Linked DNA regions of Ovis aries: region 2 is linked to region 1. A link is a contact called in public Hi-C data. All regions are on one chromosome and are shown on one strand. The core of a region is the stretch at or near the end of the contact, and the rest is flanking DNA. Distances in the headings are between cores, read along the strand shown.

Region 1 (5,154 bases), core at 1,035-3,534:
AAATGTGCTTTCCCATCTCCTTATGAAGAGCCCGGTCATGTCTAAGCTGACAACGACTTTTGCCCTGGGGAAGATATCTTTGGCCCCTGCCTATATATGTTACCTGCCATTTACATCTGGTATCACACCACTTGCCATCTTTTATTGGAGAAGGCGATGGCACCCCACTCCAGTACTCTTGCCTGGAAAATCCCATGGACAGAGAGCCTGGTAGGCTGCGGTCCATGGGGTCACGAAGAGTCGGACATGACTGAGCGACTTCCCTTTCACTTTTCACTTTCATGCATTGGAGAAGGAAATGGCAACCCACTCGTGTTCTTGCCTGGAGAATCCCAGGGACGGGGGAGCCTGGTGGGCTGCCGTCTATGGGGTCACACAGAGTTGGACACGACTGAAGTGACTTAGCAGCAGCAGCCAGCTTTTATAAATCCAAGTTGGGAACATAAGTTTCTTGAAATCATCAGTTACTGTTTAGTAAACAACAATAACAAAAAAGTAACCCACTCCAGTATTCTTGCCTGGAGAATCCCATCAACAGGCAAGCCTGCTGGGGTTGCAAAGAGTTGGACAGGACTGACGTGCCTTTGCGCGCGCACACACACACACACACACACACACACACACACACACACATTGACTTTATAGTCAAGCAGATGAATGCAGCGTCACAGCCCAATTCTGTTTTTGGTGGTAGAGCTTTAGACAAGCCTTTCGTCTCAGAGTCCCACTATCGTCCTTGGAATAGCCTGTGGATTCACTACCAGGACAAAGTAAGACTTTGTGTGAATATCCCGAGGACACTCCACAAATATCATCACTCTGAGGACTGTCTCCTTCCCATGATGCCCAGCGTTGGGCCTTTATAGTCACATAGTCACAGGACAATTTTAGTCATTGGTTTAATTAACGTAATGATACTGTTTGCTCTCTGAAAAGTTCCTCAGCTTCTGTCATCCCATCTGTAATGTATCAAGCAATAGGCATAGGCACTCTGGAGATCAGAACGTGCAAAGCATGTTGCAGGGACGAGACAGGAGCTGTCTGTAGGGAGAGGGCCTGGGGAGGTGGCACCGGGCTGCCCAGGGCTTTGGGAGCTGAGCCCTGCCCCGCTTTGCGGCGCATTTGGCTGCTGCTCTGCCTGAGAGTCTTGAAAATAGCATACAGTCTCTTGTATTCTGCACTGTTTCTGCTTCTTGATCTAAAGTGCCTGAAGACCATGCCAATTTGCTCTTACCCCCAGCAGGCAAAGGGAATGATGGTGGAAGCTAAAAGGAATAGCATGCCTTGTCATTTTAATAGCTCAAATACCTCTTTTCCCCCAATGCAGAATCTTCGTGAGAAAACAGTGGCCCTCATTAATGCCTTGCATACAGACTCCTCATTGTTTTTACTTGTGCGATTTCTTTGCACTTGGATATAGAAGCAATAAATTTCCAGGGAAATGAAACTCACTTATCAGATTACCCAGCATCAAGTTTCATATTAGGAACGAAAAAATCAGTCTAACTGAACTCAATATAGCTGTAAACCAATATATGTAAGCCGTATCAGAGATTAAGCCTCCGTCATTGCATTTATAAGCTTCCCGTTTCAGTCTAGAAGGAATAACAATTTTCCTAGCTATTATTTAATAATGCAAAATAGTCCTTAAAACAATAAATTGAATCAATTCAGGTAATATTCAAAAGATCAAATATTCTCAGAAAAAAAGGGTGACTTGAGCACATTTTCCCTTTTAAAATATATGTTAGTTTCCTAAGTTTTGAAGACAATATATTTTTTTTTCTCCTTTGGGTGATGCTATCAGACTTACTGCAAATCAGTTTATGAGGCAATTTAAAGTTTCTTATGTAGCAAAAAGCATCATACTTCAATGTCTTTATTAAAATTTGAGACCAAGTTCTAACCAATTTTAACATTTTTTCAACAAAATGCTGTTTTGTTTTAATTTTTAAAATGTAAATAAAGTGCTTTGCTTTTAAAGCAGCAGCAATAACCACAAATGAATATACTTTTAACATGACTGTGCTGGTTAGCAGAAGGAAGAATGCGTGAGATGCACTGTAATTATCGGTATCTCTATTTTATGCTTGGGTTTTTAGAAACACAGGCATACAAATACAAACACACAATTAAATGTATGTATAAGTTACTGCATATACTATGTATGCTTAAAATTCTAATTAAAGCAGTTAGCTATGACTCTCATTTAGCAGCATGTGAAATGAGTAATTACACTTGCTAAAAAGAAGCTAGCAAACAACTGTGAAAGAGCAACCAACCCATGGATCCTCAACCTTCTAACCAGAGAGAAGTTGCTGGGGAGAACAATCAGAAAGTGAAAACTGAATCTGGTTCCTTACCGAAGCTCCCTCTCCAAGTGCGCTGTGATGTATTGTTGTAAGCAATGTTATTTTTAATTTACAGTGCCAGAGAGACAGCGTCCTCTTTGTGAAATGCACACGCCTGCAGATTTATTTTAACCAATTTTTTTTTAATGCAAAATGCAATAGCCATTATACGAAGGAAGAGCTTCGATCCAAAGCATCTGTACGGTTGTCTAATTTGAACATTTGGACAAACAACTTCACTTTTAAACTCCCGTATAAGGGAGAACTTTGTTTAAAAAAAAATTAGGAACTGCATAATTGCAGAAAGATACTTTTTACATACATTTATACACTCATCACTTAGAACACAAATGCTTTAAACTCTCATAAAAAATAAAAGGCGTTTGTAAAATGGAGGGAAAAATAAGAATGGAAAAAGAAAATCAGAAAGAGGAGGAAGGGGGGATAAAAAGAAAGAAAACAAAACCGTTTCTGTGGCCCAAGAGAAAATAGCGCAGGGCAGGAGGAAGAGGTGAAGGTCTAACTCCTGGGAGACTTGCAGCGCACCTTGGCTGAACATTCGCTTGGAGAACTTTGGTCGGACGCATTTTATGTGACAAGTTTCTTGTTTCTGAGCCTCCATTTTGGAGGATGAAACAAGGCTTCAGTAGCGCGTCAATTTACCATTGTATTTCAATGAAAAAAAAAAAAAAAAAACACTTTACCAAATAGCAATTTTTCCTTAATTGATAAATAACGTCTTATTTTTTTTTCTCCCCGCGTTCCCCCTTTAAAAAACAGTAAGCTCATCTGCCCAGCTCCCCAAGTTCACCTGGAAAGTGCATGGCGAGTCTCCAATTTCAATGAGGGCCCTTTCGGACCTCGGCCACTAGGAGGCACTGCAGCCTGCGTTATGAGGGGGACGAAATCCGGCGAAGTGAATACTCCGCACAACCATGGCTCTGGTGTCATTCCCTATTTAATGGCTGTCAGTGAGGGGGAAAGACAACGTGGCGGGTAATTAAAACCAAATTGCAGGCAGGAGATGACTGCACAAGAATGATATTGTCATTAATACTGATTTAACATGCACCTGGGTAAGGTGAGGGAGCGCAGCAAGGGAATTCACACAGACGCCAGAGTTGCCTGATTTAAAGATGTAGTGTTTCCAGCTGAAGCATGTTTAAAAACTGAATAAAACCATCATATTATGACAGCAGAAATAAAACGGAAACAAATGTTCTACATATGTCTATTTAAAAAAAAAAAAAAAAAGAAAGAAAAAAAAATTTTCCATGTCTTCCAGCTTGGAGGACCAAGCATGTGTCTCCTCCTCTGAAGTTCAAAAGTATTTTTGCAGAAGGCTTTCCCCCACTGTTGATGGCTTCTCTCATATGGGTTTCTAATCTGTTCATGTAGTTTTCTGTTTTCAGGAGAGATAGAACATCTGATTGAAACAAACACCATTGATTTACAAAAATCATACACAATGGGGGAAAGATTTCAATCCCACAAATATTTTAGGAGAGGTGTTTAACTCACAGGATTCCAGGATTTTCCATTCATAAAGAACAGCTTGCTAGAACAATCAAAATTTCAGGTTCAGGACTCTAAGTCATGGCCAACGACTCATTTAGTATGAGGCGTTTGTCTCACCACAGTGAACCCCCAAATAAAGAAGAGGATCACTCTCATTTTTGTGGCACTAAAATTATTTAGCTTTTGAAAAAATAATACTGCAAAACCCAGAAAACAGACGCTGATCAGAGTTTGAGTTGAGTAGTCTATTCTGTTTAAGGAATGTCAAATGATCTGGGGGATATTTTAACATTAACTAAATATTTCCATATTATGACTAAAAAGTTAATTTACATCTGTTCCTCAGTAGAAGAAAAGTTCAGTACATGCACTTAATCATGTAGAAATTAAAAACAACCTCTGATTGAAAGGATTATGGGTCATTAAAGGCAGAAAGGATACCAAAATTAAAAGTGTTTACAGAGAGGAAAAAATGGTTACAGTGGCAGAGTTCAGCCTATGCCTAAAACGCCTGGGCTGATTGATAAATTTCCTACTAGTTTCACCTTAAATGAAATGTGTGCATTATAGAAATGGTTATCCTCCTGCCCTGTGCCAAAAGAGATGAATCATTAGGGATGTCATGAAGATTTATAATCACCCTGTAAAGAAAGTAAATTCAAAGAGCATTCCTTGGGCAATAACGAACATATTATAGAGAAAGAGCTCACTAAACAAGTTCAGGTAGGAAAAAATGATCAGATGTCATCAATGCTGGATCCAGCCAATGGGAGTTGTTTTTATACCCAAATCATAGATTACAGAACAGCAATCAGATCTGCTGACTTTTTTCCACAATGCTTTGCTATTAATATTTGTAAAGAGTTTTACATTTACATATTTCTTGTTTATGCATGTATTGGTTAGTCTGTGCCTTCATTGTTTAGGAATGGTACCTGGATTCCAGAGCAGTTTACTGGCACAGAAAGTGCAAGTAAACCTAATCACATTAGGGAAAAAAACAGATACAAGTTGGAATTTTGCTTTTATGAAGGCAGACACAAATCCCTAGTTTTATGTCTACTATCAGCCACGGAGATTTTAGAGGGCACTGCGAGAGATGCGACAGAAAGGAACTGTATTTCACTTGCCCTTTATAGAATGCCGAAGTAATTCTTCTCCAAGAGGGACATCTTCTGAGACTGCAGTCATCAAGTGGCCAGACCTGCCCAGCTCAGGCTGGGTACTTCCCAACCAGATCGGCCTTTGAATGCACCCAGATTTCAGGGAAGGAAACTGTCCTTTG
Region 2 (5,154 bases), core at 947-3,446, 940 kb after region 1:
GCTGGGCTGGGCCCGCTGACCACCTCGTGTCTCATTCCACCTCTCCTCCTTCAAGCCTTTTTAGATGCTTCTTCTCCTTTTTTAAGAACAAAACAAAACCTCAGGCGGCATGGAAAGGTGCTGCTTTCAGCCGCTGGCAGTTGGGGCCCGGACCTGTGTCTTGAGCCAGGGCGCCAAGTTGAGACATCTCAACTCAATCATGCGGGCGCTCCTTCCGGCCCCGCACCCCCTCCCACCAGGCTCTCTGTGGGCCCCAGATCCTGGGGGTCCGAGGGCACTAGAGGCAGGAGTGTGGGGGAGGGCTTCCTGGGAGACGATTGCTTTGTTAAACTTCCCTCTGTCGAATAATTCCGCGGATAAGATTTTGGGGTGGTTGCCCCAATCTCAGCCCCAGAGTGAGCTTTAGAGCCCAGCCCTGCACTCAGGTGGACCGAGATGACACGGAGACTCACGCTACCCTGCGTAAGCGGGAGGTGGAATCGCCACCCACAAGCCCAGTCCCAGGTCGCGGAGGTGGTGGGCTGAAGCCCGAACGCCCCTCCCTCTGTGTTTGGATAGGCCGTGTTGCTATGATTAACTTATTAAACCCCCTCGTAATTATTTTAATTCGACTAGAAAAAATACTTTGGGCGGCAGTTACGATGTTTGTATTTATCCATCCCCCCCATAAAACCTGTGTTAAAACAAATGTTACTTTTCTCTCTCTGTACATAGACCCTCCCTATTTGAAATAGACCGCAGGGACTGCCATTAGATCGAATGGCAAGTCTTTATGGAAAGTGTTTTGCATAATTACATACCAAAGCCAGAACAGTCACCTCCACATTTTATGGGTCACAAACCATCAACAATTGCCACATTATTGTCCACGAAACCTTAGTCCCTTCATTGATGGAGCGGACTCCACTGCTAATCTAGAACGGGAAAGGATGGAAATTTCTTCTAATAAGAACCCGAGAAGATTATGTCCCCACTGACAACGTGTTTACATATAGTTATAAAGTTCAGAGGACCGACGGGGGAGAGGAAAGGAAATCGAGGGAAGCCTGATTAAGAGCCACGCATCGGTCTAATATAGATAGCGCATCAAAAGGAGTGTCTGAATGTCCTCCCCTTTTCAGATCCGACCCCTTCCTACCTTTGTCATGCAGTAATTAAGATATTCTTATTTAGACAGACAGCGTCTCTAGTAACTGAATAATATTAGCTCCTTTGATGTCAAACTTTTGACAGTTATCACACCAGCACTGGGCAATTTAGCACAAATGCCCTCCTTTAAAAAAAAACAAAACAAAACAGAAAACCCCCATTGGCTTTGAAGAAATCTAATAAGTGTGATCCTTATCACCAAATGATCTAAATCGCTGCCGACAGGCCGCCCAGCTATAAATTACATTTCGTGTTACATAACGAGGCCGAATTTGGGTTTGAGCTCATTGAGGCAGTGTTGGTGGGAACTGGGACGCTCCCCCCCGCCCCATCCGTAATTCCTGTGGCCCCATTTCCGACTCCCAAAGCCTCTGTCCACTGTAAGAGCAAAACCTCACGAAATCGAGGGGTCAGGGCAGAGATGGGGGATCCAGCCGAGGTGCGGGCGCGAAGCTCAGTGCCCTGGGTTCGGCTCCAGAGCGCAGGGCAGGTTCAGCCAGCCACCTACTCCCGGATGCCACTTCGCCGTGGCTTTCAGAGCTCAGGCGCCAAATTTGGGATTTGCCAGATGGCAGGATTATCTTCGCGTCTGCTATATTATGTGTGTGTATGCGTGTGGAGTGTCTCGGGGTGGGGGCGAAGATGGGCATGGAAAGCAGAGCCGGATCCGCCTCTGCCCGAGCTGCGGCTAGCAGCCTGGACCCGTCCCGGGGCTCGGGGCAATCTCCGGGCCGCCCCGCCGCAGGCAGCAGGCGGAGTTCCGCCACCCCCCGCCCGTACAGACCGAGGCCCCGAGGCCCAGATGCGCGGAGCTAGGGGAGGGGCGAGGAGAGCGCTTCCCTCGGAGGAGAAACGGGGGGGGGGCAGGCGAGTTGGAAGAGAAGGGGGCAGAGTGGGCGGGTGGGGAGGGCTGAGACGGCGACGGTGACACCTGGAAGGCATTGTCCTTGCGAGCGACACCTGTCAATCTCCGCTCCGGGGTCCCGGGGCCGGGGAGGCTGATGTCATCGCAGAGTCCCTTCCCAGCCGAGGGCGGGGAGGACTGGGGGGAGGCGGGGGCGAGCGGAGCCAGGCGGCCTGGGAGACGGGTGGGGGAGGAAAGAGGGAAAATAAACAGCAGTTGCACTCTCTCGCCGCGTGCTCTGCTCTGAATTTACACGGCCGTCAATATTCCAACTTCAGTTATTATTTCTCATCTCGCAGGGCCTGCCTAGCCTTGTCACTGGGGGAGGGGAACTGGTCCAGGGCCACACAGCATCCTCTATCCCTGGGAGCACCCCGCCATCCCAAAAGCCTGGAGGGGGGCTGACCCTCCTTCCAGACCCAGCTCCCTCTTTGCCCGGCGGCTGTTCCCCGCCAGAGGCTGCGGGCTTAAGGAGGAAACACTTGGGATGAGTTGTGCAAAGTCTTGTGAGATTGCAGGGGGTGAGGGGAGAGTTAATTAACGTGGGGCTGGCTCAGCGAGTGGGAGAGCTGGCGACTGCGTGGGTGGGCGGGCCGGGTCGAACGCGGGGATGCGCTCGGTGCGGGGTGCTTGTGATCTGGGGGCCCAGCTTGGAGGCCTGGGCTCGGGGCGGGGCGGGGGGTTGGAGGGGGGCGGGAGGAGCGATGGGAGGGGTCCTCCGCGGGGGCTGCTGGCGTGCTCCGCGAAGCCTCCGGTTGGTCCCTGGGAAATTCTGGTCTCCCACCTACCGAGCTCGCACCCGCACCCCCCTTAGCGCTCCTGGACTCTCCCTCTGCCTATTCTTTTCGGCCCGAGCTAATTAGCAGCCTGCCAGCGGCCTGATTTATGGAAACGCTCGGGCGGGCGGAGACGCGCGGCAAGCCGCGGCTGGGTGCCTCGGGGCGGAGAGGAGGAGGAGTCTCAGCGGCCCCCTCCGCCCGGCCGGAAACGGGGAGTTGCTCTCCCCGCTACCCACCCTCCAACCCTGGCGAGGCCCGGCGCCCCCGCGCCCCCCGAAGCCCCGGCCTGGGACGCTGGGAACCCTGGCGCCAGCGGGGCGGGCAGGGGGTGGTGGCCGCGCTGCGGCCAGCGGGGTCCCCGCAGCCGGGTTCCAGCTCGGCTGACCTGGAGGGCGGGCCGAGCGCGCGGAGAGCGAGAGACTTGTGCGCCCGGGTTGGGGCACCTCCTTCCCCCCGGTGTGGTCTGCAGAGAAGGAAAAACGAGGGGAAGGGGGAGAGGACGCTGCACGGGGTCGACAGCAGGCCCCCTGGCCGCGGAGGGCGGGGGCGTCTCAGGCCTGGGTGGGCAGCGTGGAGCCACCAGCCCAGCGTGGCCCCTATGTCGCTAGTGACTGTCCTCGGGAAGGGCATGGTCCCTTTCTTCTCCCTTCCCCTGGGTCTCACCCTGAAAGTCGTGTGAGTCGGAGCCTCCCGACTAGAGTCGGAGCCTCCGGACTAGAGTCGGAATTTGGAGCTGGGTGATGGCTGGGGAGGGGGGAACCACAGGACAGGTCTAAGAGCCGCCCCTCCCGGCACTTGCCCGCAAACTCCGGCGCTGTCTCCTCACTGGCCTTGAGTTGCCCCCGAAAACCCCGAGAGAGAAGACGGGAGAGGTGCTCCCAGGCTTCCCAGTGGACCCCAGAAGTTGACGATGGAGAGAGCAAGGGGAGGCGAGTTCGGGGGACAAAGTGCAGGGACCTGTTGCTGGCGCTCCAGCAGAGTGGCGCCTCTCCCTGGGGAACAGGGACAAAGGAAACGGGGGAAACCTCCGGGCCCTCCTCCCCCGGGAGAATTGTTGGAGGAAAGTGATCCTGGCAGACCCAGAGGGCTAGAAGCCCCTGGCATGCTCCTTCAGACTTCGGGGGGCGGGGATAGGGACTGGGGGTTGAAGTCATTGGGAAGGGAACCAGTCCCCCCAAGCCTGGGCCCAAAGGTGCAGTTTTGAGGAACTTGAGATGTCCAAGAAAATGTGTCAACTTTCTTTTAAAACAGCCTACAAGTTCACATCCCTTAGAACCGCCTCTCCGACCCTCTGCCTGGGGGAGGTGCAGAATTAAGACCTTTCTCCCATCGCAAGACCACCGGATGCCTGTCCCGGGGTCTCTGCCTTTTCTAGGTTCCCTCGTAGATAAGGCCATTTGATGTCAGTGAGAACAGGAAGCGCTCCCAGCGCCACCCACCCAGGAAATTTAGTTTTCTGCTCTTCTTCACCTTCCAGCTTCTGCTACCAGTTCCAAAGGGTTAGTAATATCGGGGGTCAGGAAGGCCCTGGTCTTTCTGAACCGCGGCAGGAAGTTGACACCCTCAGCTGGGTGGGGAGCTGGGCTGAGCACCCATCTCTCTCCTGCATAGCGTTTAGTCCCCTGAGTAGTGGCCCCTCTGAATTTCTAACCGTGCTGAGGGCTGAAGTCACCTGCCCAGACAAACTGCGGTAGCCGAAATCTGCCCAAGTCTAAGCGGAAAGAGAGACCCATCCCCGTCAAAGTGTTGCCTTCAGGCAGCTCGGGTGCCAGGACTGCTGGGTCACCCAAGGGCCAAGCTTCAGTCTCAGGGCCTCACCAGGCCACGGCTCCCAGGGTAATCGCAGGCTGGTTTCAGAATCTGCAGCTTGCCCAGCAAACGCTGGCGGTTAGGCGCCCAAGTAATATTCTTCATTCGTCTTTTTCAAAGTTGATTTATCGCAATCGACAGGTTAAAGCCTCATCTGACTTCATTACTTTTAAAAGCTGTCTATTTCACAACTGTCACTTTTCATTGCTTAACTCAAATAAATACTTGAAGAAATGAATTGGAAGAGACTTTTAGATCATGTTTATAATTCTTGGTCGCCACGTTAACATTCTAATGACCTGACCCTCTGAGTTTCTGTAGACCCCTAAATCGGACCGAGATTTCCTGCATTTATATCAGAAAATGTCAGGGAGGGTGAGGGAGCCGGAAATACGGGCTAAAAGAAGTGCAGTTGGCGACAAGTCGGCGACCGGGTGCAGCTTCAACAGAGTCTCCCCGATGGGGGCTAGGGCCTAGGCCAGGTAACCAAAGCCCCTAGGTAAGGGGGCAACT

The links. Hi-C and Micro-C count contacts between places; a contact is called where the count stands out from the background.
Region 2: a Hi-C map of hypothalamus shows a contact between it and region 1, with 4 times the contacts expected there. The contact joins the enhancer-like site here to the promoter of LOC101112928 in region 1. A contact is called at or near these places in 2 of 16 Hi-C or Micro-C datasets (hypothalamus and tail adipose tissue).

What each region holds. Positions count from the first base shown.
Region 1 is chr18:8,999,252-9,004,405 of ARS-UI_Ramb_v3.0, forward strand. LOC101112928 (TAF5-like RNA polymerase II p300/CBP-associated factor-associated factor 65 kDa subunit 5L) reads left to right here and starts at 2,285. Exons shown (of 12, transcript XM_042235695.2): 1 at 2,285-2,400; 2 at 3,132-3,347. The coding sequence starts at 2,285.
Region 2 is chr18:9,940,080-9,945,233 of ARS-UI_Ramb_v3.0, forward strand. All of the region lies in intron 1 of LOC105603042 (a long non-coding RNA gene), which reads right to left. Among named protein-coding and RNA genes, the nearest start is that of NR2F2, 34 kb to the right of the region's middle. Within about 2 kb of position 2,197, at least 7 of the 54 cell types and tissues checked have an H3K27ac peak or open chromatin away from gene starts, as enhancers often do. A contact at or near this core is called in hypothalamus, where this site is marked.